Regions from separate parts of the Mus musculus genome. Here regions 1 and 2 are each linked to region 3. Evidence: chromatin contacts called from public Hi-C and promoter capture Hi-C data. All regions are on one chromosome and are shown on one strand. Each heading gives the region's core, a stretch centred on a gene start, on an enhancer-like site or on the middle of the called end of the contact. The rest is flanking DNA. Distances are from core to core; before and after follow the strand shown.

The links. Promoter capture Hi-C pulls out the DNA fragments that hold promoters and counts their contacts. A called contact is a pair of places that touch in the nucleus more often than the background predicts.
Region 1: a promoter capture Hi-C map of pre-B cells shows a contact between it and region 3. The contact joins the promoter of Zfp292 here to the promoter of Aco1 in region 3. A contact is called at or near these places in 7 of 39 promoter capture datasets (the C10 cell line, cranial neural crest, frontonasal cranial neural crest and 4 more).
Region 2: a contact with region 3 is called in a Hi-C map of CD8 T cells, with 10 times the contacts expected there. The contact joins the promoter of Slc25a51 here to the promoter of Aco1 in region 3. A contact is called at or near these places in 2 of 484 Hi-C or Micro-C datasets (CD4 T cells and CD8 T cells).

What each region holds. Positions count from the first base shown.
Region 1 is chr4:34,881,572-34,884,925 of GRCm38.p6, reverse strand. It overlaps Zfp292 (zinc finger protein 292), which reads left to right and starts at 1,978. Exons shown (of 8, transcript NM_013889.2): 1 at 1,978-2,168. The coding sequence starts at 2,007.
Region 2 is chr4:45,406,844-45,410,314 of GRCm38.p6, reverse strand. Slc25a51 (solute carrier family 25, member 51) reads left to right here and starts at 1,549. Exons shown (of 3, transcript NM_001009949.3): 1 at 1,549-1,620. Gm46852 (a long non-coding RNA gene) reads right to left here and starts at 925. Exons shown (of 3, transcript XR_001784277.2): 1 at 838-925.
Region 3 is chr4:40,141,632-40,145,307 of GRCm38.p6, reverse strand. Aco1 (aconitase 1) reads right to left here and starts at 2,043. Exons shown (of 21, transcript NM_007386.2): 1 at 1,767-2,043.

The DNA.
Region 1 (3,354 bases), core at 729-3,228, 5.3 Mb after region 3:
ATGAAGTGTGGTGTAACTCATTACTGTTGAATTGTAGAAAAGGTAAGCTTCCTAGCCTTTAGTTATTGTACAGTCCTTGCATTTACTGGTGCATTGGCTAATCACATATTTCTTTTGATAATTTTCATTGGAATCCTAAAATAGCATACATTGATGGAACTTTAATACCTGAACTATATATATAACCTGGGAAAATGAACTGCAAAATTTAAAATCTTAAGCAAGGAGGGTACAGGGCAGCTCATTGGTAGAGTATCTACAGGGACTAGGGCAAGACAAAACAGCTACCTTCATTTGTTTCTTCAACTCTTTTTCACTGTTCAATCCAATAGAGGAAATCCTTAGCCTTACAGTGTGCTCCCCTGGTCTCATGTACATGCAAGCATTAGAGGATTCTGTCTTGTTAATGTGCAGTATTGATGCTGTTTTCTGTAAGGTTGCCTTGTGCTTGTTCATCTTATGTAATGATTTAAAAGCATGCATTACAAAACATTCGCTGGAACAACACAGTATTCAGAGAACATTTTCCACTAAGTGTCCTCCTCCCGTCACCTGTGAGGACTAGAATCACATCTGGCTTTATTATATACATTTCCTGAAAAGGCTACTGGATACGGTAGAAATTATGTTTTTGAGACCCAGCATTACAATGTAGCCCGGGCGGACTGGACCGGGAGACCCTCAGCTCCAGCTTCCTTCGTGCTGCAGTTCTGCTAGAGCCAACCTCCAGGCTGGTTGTTCATTTTAGATAACTATCCTTAGAAAAATACAGTGCAGTCAGAACACAACAGTAAAATGACCAGGTGTGTCAACGCTGTTGTTTGTTTTAAAAGGATTCAGTTGTAAGGCAGACATCTTGCCTCTTAAATAAACAGTAGGTTGTGGGGTGTTTTGTTTTGTTTGTCTATTTGTTCTTGCTGACCTGAAACTGGCAAAATAGTGTAGTCTCTGAACTTCTGATACTCTGGCGTTCACCAGGGAAGGTTGAGATTAAACAGGCAGTTGCGTGCCTTTTGCCTGGTTTATGCAGTGAACGGAGCTAGGCAAGCACTCTGTCAACTGAGTCACACCCCTAGCCCTCAAACACTGGGTTTGTTATTAGTTTGATTATGAAATTTATGGTTAAGCACATTGATTTTCCGACTACCTCTTATTCTACCCCCTACTCCTTTAAATTTGTAAGAACTCATCTGGCATAGGCTGGAGGAGGAAATATTATGTAGCCAGGGATGAACTTTTGAACCTCTCGTCTCCGAGTGCTGAGATTACAACCGTGCACACAACACTCAGCTCTCTTCTCCAATTCTAATGCCAAATACTGTTTTCGTCTTGCAAATAAAATACGGCTTAGAAGGCCACCTGTTTTGCAGCACCAAGAGGAGGGTTGCTACTGGCATTTATTTGACATCCGTGTTCCTTTTTTTACTTTAGCATCCTTAATTGTGTTCTTTCCTTCGACCTACTTTCCCAAACTAAGATTCGGTGTGGATTCTTGTAACGCGTAACGGTAACCAGATTTTAGAAAAGCTTTTGTGCCTTAAAAACCACCGGGTTACAACATTAATCATTTCGGTCTGTTTGAATTCTCTCCACACTATTCTTTTCTTGTGTTCGCTGCTTGATTTCCCAGAATGAGAATTGAACCTCTCATTTTGTTCTGACCCAATTGTTGTGTGTGTGTGCCCTCCAACACCTAGAGCGCTTGTTTCCAGGAGGCGTTCTCGGGTTGGCCCAGAACCAGGGCAATCACCAGCTCTCCACCCTGCCCTGGCCTCCGGCTGTTCCGCAGACCTTGCCCTCGCCCTGGCCCTGGCCCTAGCCGCCGCCGCAGCAGCAGAGGCCTCAGCTTCAGCTCGCTGCAGCACTGCCCCGGCGGTCGCCAGCCCCACACCCGGCCTTTGTACGTGCGCCCAGGCGTGCCAGCGCACCGGGCACGTGACCCCGCCGAACGTGGCATTGTGTTATCACGTGACCCAGGTGCGTACGCGACGGAGCGGGCTGCGAAGATGGCGGACGATGAGGCCGAGCAGGAGCGCCTGAGCGGTGGCGGCTGCGCGGCGGAGCTGCGGCGCCTGGGCGAGCGGCTGCAAGAGCTGGAGCGGCGGCTATGCGAGAGCCGGGAGCCCGCGGTGGAGGCCGCCGCCGCCTACTGCCGCCAGCTGTGCCAGGTGAGCCCCTCCCCCTCCGCGGGCCTCGGCGGCCGGAGCGCGGGCGGTCCGCGTCTTTGTGTTCCGCGGCCAGGCTGGGCCGGACGGCCTCGGGGCTCCGTGCACGCTCCCGGGCTGCGCCGCGGGCGCCGGGCTGCCCGCCGCGCGCCAGTCCCCCTGTCGCCGCCGGCCGTCGCGCGCAGTCGCTCGGCCTTTGTTGTTGGGTTAGGCTGCGACCGGAGGGTCTTTGTTGATGTTCTCGAGCCAATCCCGCCGGACCTGCAAGCTGGGAGTGGCGGCGGCGTCTGCGCTGCGGCCGTTCCTGCTGGCTGCTCTCCGCGGTGCATAGGAGCTGTCACCGTTCCATAGTCAGTCGTCCCTTGGGGGCGGCTTTACCAGTGCCTGTTTCGCCTTTACGTTCCGGAAGAGTACGATTTCCGGCCCCCCCCCCGTGCACCCCCACCCCCACATTTCTTGGGTTCTTTCCTGTTAAGTGTCTTTGGTTGACAAGGGATTTGTGCTTGGGTCAGTTTCAGATCTTCCCATTCTTTTCTTGCCCAAGGACATTGCTTTTCAGCAACGTTTTCTAACTAGGATTTAGAATGTTAGTAACATTCTAAATGTTATCTTATGACAGATATCAGAGTTTGGATCTCCATCTGGTCTTAAGACTCCCCAGTTAACGTGTGCTGACTATGGAGGGAGGGAGAACATTGATTAAACTGCCTAGTTGAGGCCGTTTTTTACATAAAGCATGAAACCTAATGGATGTGTCATGCTTAAGATTTTGTTTTGGAAACACTGAGATTTGAACAATGGTGGAGCATTTTAGGATTTCACAGGGATACTTTCACTTGCCAGCCTCCAGGTGCTGAAATCTATCTTTCTAGGGTATCTGATCACATACAGAAGCAGCCCCATTGCCGTATGCATTTTATGCTCATGCATTGATGGTTCGTTATTTAAAAAAAAAAAATAGGACCAAGGATGACTTGTCTGCAAATATATGCAGTCAGAAAGTTCGTCAGATCTGGAGGCCACATTACAGAGTCATTGTTTTAAACCTTAGTATTAAAGAAACTTTGAAATTTGCTATTTTCTATGCCCTGAAATTGCCCACCATCGTAAGCCTGAGAAATTATTTTAGTAGAATTTACAAATAAGGCTTTCATTTGTTTGTTTGTTGGTTTTTTTTTTTTTTTCCCCT
Region 2 (3,471 bases), core at 300-2,799, 5.3 Mb before region 3:
TGCTTTTGTAGGCTTTGGGTCCATCAGACTCTGACCTCCCTTGGAGGTACCTGCTGCACAGCTGGCACCTCCTCAGGGAGCCATGACTGTACGTGTGGCAGAGGACACTAGCAGTGTGGCCCAACCCAAAATCAGGAACTTATTTTAAGACTTGAGGGTTGGGTGCTGGAGAGGTTGCTTGGTCACTCAGTTAAGAACATACACTGTGCCGGGCCGTTGGTGGCGCACACCTTTAATCTCAGCACTCGGGAGGCAGAGGCAGGTGGATTTCTGAGTTCGAGGCCAGCCTGGTCTACAGAGTGAGTTCCAGGACAGCCAGGGCTATACAGAGAAACTCTGTCTCGAAAATAACCAAACCAAACAAACAAACAAACAAAAAAAGGGGCTGGGGACTTAGCTCAGTGGTAGAGCGCTTGCCTAGCAAGCACAAGGCCCTGGGTTCGGTCCTCAGCTCTGGAAAAAAAAAGAAAAAGAAAAAGAAAAAGAAAAAGAAAAGAACATATACTCTTCTTGAGTCTGGCACCCACATGGGACAGTTCACAGCCTTTAATAATTCCAGGATCAAGAAATCTGAAGCCCTATTCTGGCCTCTCTGGGTACTTATACACATGTGCTAACAGTAGAATAAATCTATTTTCTTTTAAAAAAGAAATGTTTTGTAATTTTTTTTCCTCTTAGGAACTCATTGACTGGATCTCTAGGCAAACTTCCTTAAAGGAGGCTTTGAAATACCAAGATTGACACTCCCGTTTGCTGACGCTAGAAGGCGTGGCCTAGGAGGCGTGGTTTCCGACAGCTTCAGAAACCTGTAAACACTAAGCAGGCTGGGTCACCCACCTGGAACGGTGTGTAATGGTGAGATAATCCCAGTCCTAAGAGGCAAGCTGGTCGCACATTCAGGAGTCTGCTGAAGAGCCTGCCCACGAAGGCTGACTTTGTCCTTTCTGTCCACTGACATTTATCGCCTGTGGTTCTGCAAATCAGAACCATTGTTCAAATGTCACAACATGGAGGAACCCACTCATGGAAGAGACGAATAACTTGCCAAAAGTCACTCAAGGGATGTCACGGCTATAATTCTGACCCGGCTCTCCTAACTCACAGCAGGGTTCTCCTTCCAAGACTCCACAAACTGTGTGTGCATCTAAGGAAAAAGAGGCTAGCTGTATGACCTCATGTACAACTCAGGTGTCCTGTGAAGTGCGGTGACAAAGAGCTCTCCACCAAGCTTTGAGATCGCCTCATCAGAAGCTTTCGCGCCTCCACGCACGCGCTATCTACAGCCCTGGATCTCAACAGACTACACGCTAAATGACGCGCTTGCTGTTTTGTGGAACAACGAGGCCACCGTATAACTTCAGCTTAAGTCAGGGGGGCGGGGAGACTAGCGGCACCCCCACAGCCTGGCAAAAGGTGCGACAAGAGTCAGTACCGGACCGGACGCAGTACAAGGCAGCTATAGCGCTACCCAGACCCTGAGCGAGGCAGGGCCCTGGTCACGTGGCTCGACGACGTCCCGCCCCGCCCCGCCCCGCCCCTGCCTGGGTCGGACCAGTCTGCGCCTGCGCGGGCGCGGGCTCGCTCGCCAGCCGTCCTGCGGGCTTGCGCCCCGGGCCGTGGGTGAGTCCTGGGTGGGGTGCGGTGGGGAGCGGAGGCCGCTGTGCTGCCCTAGCTTCGGGCCAGAGAGAAGGGAGGCTTGAAGCAGGGTCGCGGGCTGCCGAGCTCCAGGTCCTGCGCTCTCCACGCGTCCGGGTCCCGGCAGCTGCGGCCCGGCTCCGGCCGAGGGCCCTGTGGTGCTGCGGCGCGCTCCGGCAGGGAGGCGCCCACAGCTCGGGAGATGCAGGCCCCGGGGGATCGCGGTGGCCCGTGGTTCCCTTTGTCTGCCACCCGCGGGATCGCGGCGGCCCGTGGTATCCGGTGGTGCTGGCCATTCCGCCCAGCGCCTCTCCGTCCTCCCCGAGTGGGCAGATGGAAGCCTGGAGAATGCTCGTTCCGAGGCACCATGTTTCATCACGCAGGAAAGAGTCTAAGGCGGGCGGGTGGGTGGGCGGGCGTCAATTGTTCCCTTCTGTGCGGATTGTTGTAGCTAGCTTAGGTAGAGGATGGCAGCGCCTCGGCCATGTTTACGACTTTTAGCTTAACCTTTGTCTTGGCCCCTACAGGCTGCCCAGCTGGTCCTAGTGCCCACCTTCTGGTTGTCAGTTTTTACCTGTTGTCTATTGAGCAGAATGAATTGTGTGTGGAGTTACCGTACCAAAATGGATCTCCGGCGCCTTTGCTTTGAAAGGATTTGAAGACTCGGATCCAGGGCACATGAGAAACCAGAGTCGTCACCCTTAGCGTTTCTTAGGGCGACATGACACTTCTGACAAGAATTGACTCTAGTCTCCTTTGTCAGATAGAAGCTAAGATAATGGGTTTTTTTGTCACAGCTGTTGCTTTGCATTTGCAGTGGTAAAATCCTGCTGTAACTAGCACTTGAACCCTGCCTGACCCTGGTTTTGTATGCTGACTCAGACCTGCTGACTAGTGGGAATTCACGTCTTTTAAGAATTACAGTCACCCTTTGCCCTGTTTTTGGTCAAAGACCTTTGTACTAAGGTCATATCTGGCTTTTGCATATCCCTGTGGGCTGAAAGTTACATTGAGTATTTAGAATTTACACTGTGCTTACATCACAGAAGTTTGACCCTTATTGGATCAAAGTGGATTTTGCTCCCTTGTGTTAGGTTCGGTGCCTTACAGCAAACTAGAGCAGTCGTAGTAAATACATTTTATAGTAAGTTGCAAAAGATTATCATTTGGAAGTATTTAAATAGGAACCAGTTTATCAGAGTTAAGTTAGTGATCTGAGTGTTGTTATAAAACATGCCATGTTTTAAAGTTTATATATATATATTTGGGGAGGGAGGTTGGGGGGCTCTAATGTGCCAAGGCGCTTGAATGGAGGTCAGAGGACAACTTTCCAGAATTTTTCTCCCACCTCTCGATTGAGCTGATTGGCAGTTAGCTCCTTACTTGATGAGCCTTCTAAACTCTTATCAGAACACTGCACACTGTTTTTCCTTCTTGTTGCTGCATTAAGAAACTTGTTACAGGCTGCAGAGATGGCTCAGCTGTTAAAGCTGTTAAGCTCATAACCCAAAAAAAAAAAAAAAAAAAAGACGCTAGTCACACCACCCTGGTAGGCAGGGTGCAGCTGACAGGAATGCTTTAAGTCTGACATCTGGGAGGTTTGCAAAACATTACATTTTAGCTAAGCATAGTGGTGCACACCTTTAGTCCCAGCACTCTAGGGGGCAGAGGCAGGTGGTTCTCTTGAGTTCAAGGCCAGCCTGTCTACACATCAGGTTCCAGGACAGCCAGGGCTACACAGAGAAACCCTGTCTCAAAAAAGGCACTTTTTTTTCTGTATAAGACCCTTAATATCTAATAATGTAAGTGGTCAAAAATATTTCTAACATTTCTTAT
Region 3 (3,676 bases), core at 794-3,293:
GTTTCATGTACACATACAGGCAGGAAATGATCTCAACTGGACGGTACTTACCTATGCTCTTGACTGTAAATTCCAGACAGGCCCTTCACCTTCTAAAATCATTCATTTCCCAAGGTCCAGAAGAGTTGGAGCTGAGATAAACATCTACTCAAGGATGAATAAGAGAGGCTCCAGTATCAACAATGTGTATAACAAGAACACAAGGGCTCAGATCCCAGCCCCCTTCTCCCGACTGTGGGAGCAACAGCATGAGGACAATCATTTCTAATGTATTACTTAAAGTGCTGAAGCTGCTCAATCAGAACACAATAGCCTCTTTGGGTAGAGGATTAAGAAACTTGTTTGCTTTGAGGTATACATTTTTTGATAATATGTATATAACTTCTATCTCAAATTCCTGTAGACAGCATGAAACAAAGGAAAGACTCTAATGCAGGGTTCCATCTATCACACACAGACACAATGGGCAACTGCTTTCCAGTGGCAGAGGCAGGACCACACACAGAGCTCACCAGGAATGTGGAAGTGGCAGAATTCGGAGACTGGGACACCATACTTCAACAGACCCAAGGCTAGAAACCCCCAACAGAACTGAACACAGGGATAAGGAGGCAAAAACATGCCACCTGGTGTTTTAGACATGACCTCTCAACTGCTTGGTAATCTTACAGCAACCCCTACACATTTGGCATGGTCTAGTCACACCCACCTCCCTGAACTCACAGGTCTGGTGTGCTACATCAGGTTTACACACATCAACTCAGCAGGCACAGAAACAACCAAGGCACACATGAACATCACCCAAAGCCACCACCAACTGTGGGGATCTCGTATTCCGTTGGAAAGTGAGGTCCAGAGTGCTCCTGGGTATCAGAGGTTAACTCCTCCACGGTGCGGAATGGAAGAACCATAAATAAAGTGGCAAACCCAGTGAACTATGCCTCCTAAGCACTGGCTACTTCGGTGGTTCTAAAGTATGCTGCAGAGAAACACAGGCGCAGGTGTTTGGACGGTCAAAACCACTCTTTAAGCAATACAATGTTACATTTTCACCAATATACTTAAAAGTCTTCAGAAGCTACATGACCTGTCATACTGCAACAGGCTGAGTGTCTTCTAAGCAGAGATTTGCAGGAAGGTTAAAGAATGCCATTCTTAATAACAGTGTTTTGGAAACTACAGAATCGGTCTATCTGAATTAAGTATATTAAGTGTCTATACGCTGTATTTATACACTGCAAAAATCAATAGGTACAATCTATATAACAAAGGTTCTTTAGGCGCGCTGCCGGTCCTAAATGCAAAAGTTCGGCAACTTCTGCTGGGAGGCTGTCATGCGTGCTGCAGGGAGATCTGCGGTTCTAGTGCACTGGGCTGGCCAGAGTGGTACAGTCCCGTTCTCCTTGGGTTTCTCAATCAATCACCTTGGACTCTATGCCCTTCCACTGAGGGGGCTCTTACCCTCACCCCGCCTGCCTTCGCCCCGTGCTGGGGACTCCAATCTGCCGGGCACAATCGTTCCTTTCTATCCCGTGGGCTGGGCCTGGCACAATGACACCCCGGCGGTGCGGCCCTCACACCAAGGCGAGAACTCCCGGGGCGCCGAGTAGAGCCACTCCCAGTCCAGAGCGACGCAGGCTGGGGAGCGAGTAGAGAGGTCACCCCAGGAGCCAGCTCCACCGCCTCCCCGCAGCTCTCCCCGTGTCCTCGGGTCTGCACCCGTGGGAAAGGCCTGCACGGACGCCCCGGGGCCGCGTGGTACTCACCGCTCACAGTGCAGTTCCCGGAGCACACAGGCGGGTGCTAGCAATGTCCCAGGCCGACTCCGCGCTCCTCCCACTGAGCGGTCCTCCGGACGCTCCGGCAGCGAGGCGGGACCGGTGGAGAGCGGGCCGGAACCAGCTGCTGCGGGAGAGGGGCGGGGCCCGGGCCTCACTCCGCCCCCCGAGGGGCGGAGCCTGGGCACCTCCTCCCTCTAGAAGCTGCAAGCGATGGCTGAAGCTTGCAGTCTAGTCCGGGTGCGCCCTCCCTTCGGAACCTTCCGATCTTGGCAGATGGGCGGAGTCTAGGGCCTATTCCGCCCCAAGGCCCAGATCTGACTTGAGGTTGCGGCCAAGGGGCAGAGCTTGGGAACACCTCTTCTTTCCAGAGCCTGAAGGCAGACCATACCGAGGGACGAGTCCCAGGCCCCTACATGGCCAGGTTTAGGGGCTGGGCACCGTCCCACCCCTAGAACAAGAGACTCGTGGCCACGGACGGGGGCGGAGCCTAGGACCTGCTCCACCCCTCTGTACCTCCTAGGCCCGAAGGCCCGAAGCTGAAGGCTATTGATCTTCGTGGCTCCTCCCCATAGGCGGGAGAAACTGGGCCCCGAGGCTGCATCTAGCTTTGCTAGTGGCTCAGTCCCAGGAAGTGTAGAGCCGATTTCTAGGCTTTTCCTCTTTTGGAGCGTGGAGAAGGCTGACTGTCCCTCACGAGGGGCAGAGTGTGACATGTAACTGCCTGACTAACGTAGGGAGCCTTAGGATTTCTGTTGCTGCGATGAAACGCCATGACCAAAAAGCAAGCTGAGGAGAAAGGGGTTTATTTGGCTTACACTTCCAATTCACTGGAGGAAGTCAGGACAGGAACACAAGCAGGGCTAGAACCTGGAAGCAAGCACTGATGCAGAGGCCGTGGGGGTGATGCTTAATGCCTTGCTTCCATGCCTTGCTCAGCCTGCTTTATCATAGAACTCAGGACTACCAGCCTAGGTGAGACCACTCACCATGGGCTGGGCCCTCTCCCATTGAGAAAATGGTGAGAAAATGCCTTACAGCTGGATCTCATGGAGGCATTTTCTCAACTGAGACTCCTTCCTCTCTGATGACTAATTTGTGTCAAGTTGGCACACAAAACGCCACCTTTCTTTTAAATGCTGGGTGGTAAGTACGTTTTCTGAGTGCCTCTTCCAGTGTCCCCCACCTCCTCCACCTTGCCCTTCACTTCCTATTCCTACCCCAACTACTGTTTTGTTTTAGATTTCTTCCCGAGGGTTTAGTTGTTTGGGGTTTTTGGTTTGATTTTTGAGTCAGATACTCATGGGCCCCAGGCAGGCTTAGAGCTCATTGTTTGGTGGAACTCCCCAGACCTTGGACTCCCTACATCTACCTTTAAAGTGCCGGGACTGCAGGTTCTGTCCCACCACACCCAGCTCTTATAAAAGGCAGTTTCTCCGTTATTACTAGCTCAAAGCACAGGAAGTATACATCAGGAGCACACTTCAACATGTCTGTAGCTTACACAGAATGCAAACTTTCTATATATAAAACTTGGTTTTAGCCTACAGCAACCCATTAATTACAGCACATGCTGTCCACCGATCTAAAGTCTGAGCTGTGAGACTGAGTGGGGGTTCCGTCCATGCTTAGCAGTTTAGCCTCTCAAGTCAATGTGAATTTGGAAACATGATTGATTAGCTCTAGATGAAAGGATGTAAGGTTTTGCTGCCCAGATCATTTGGAAATTCAGTGTAGGCTTCTACATTGAGTTAACACGAACGAGCATCATATAGGGAGAATGACTAGTAACTAGTATGTCAAGCACTTGGCTAGCGATGGGTTTTGCTGCTCTAGGTTGCTCCCTTAGTGTTGAAGGCCCTGAGTTCCAGGAACTCATCACAGGGTGGATTTGAGTT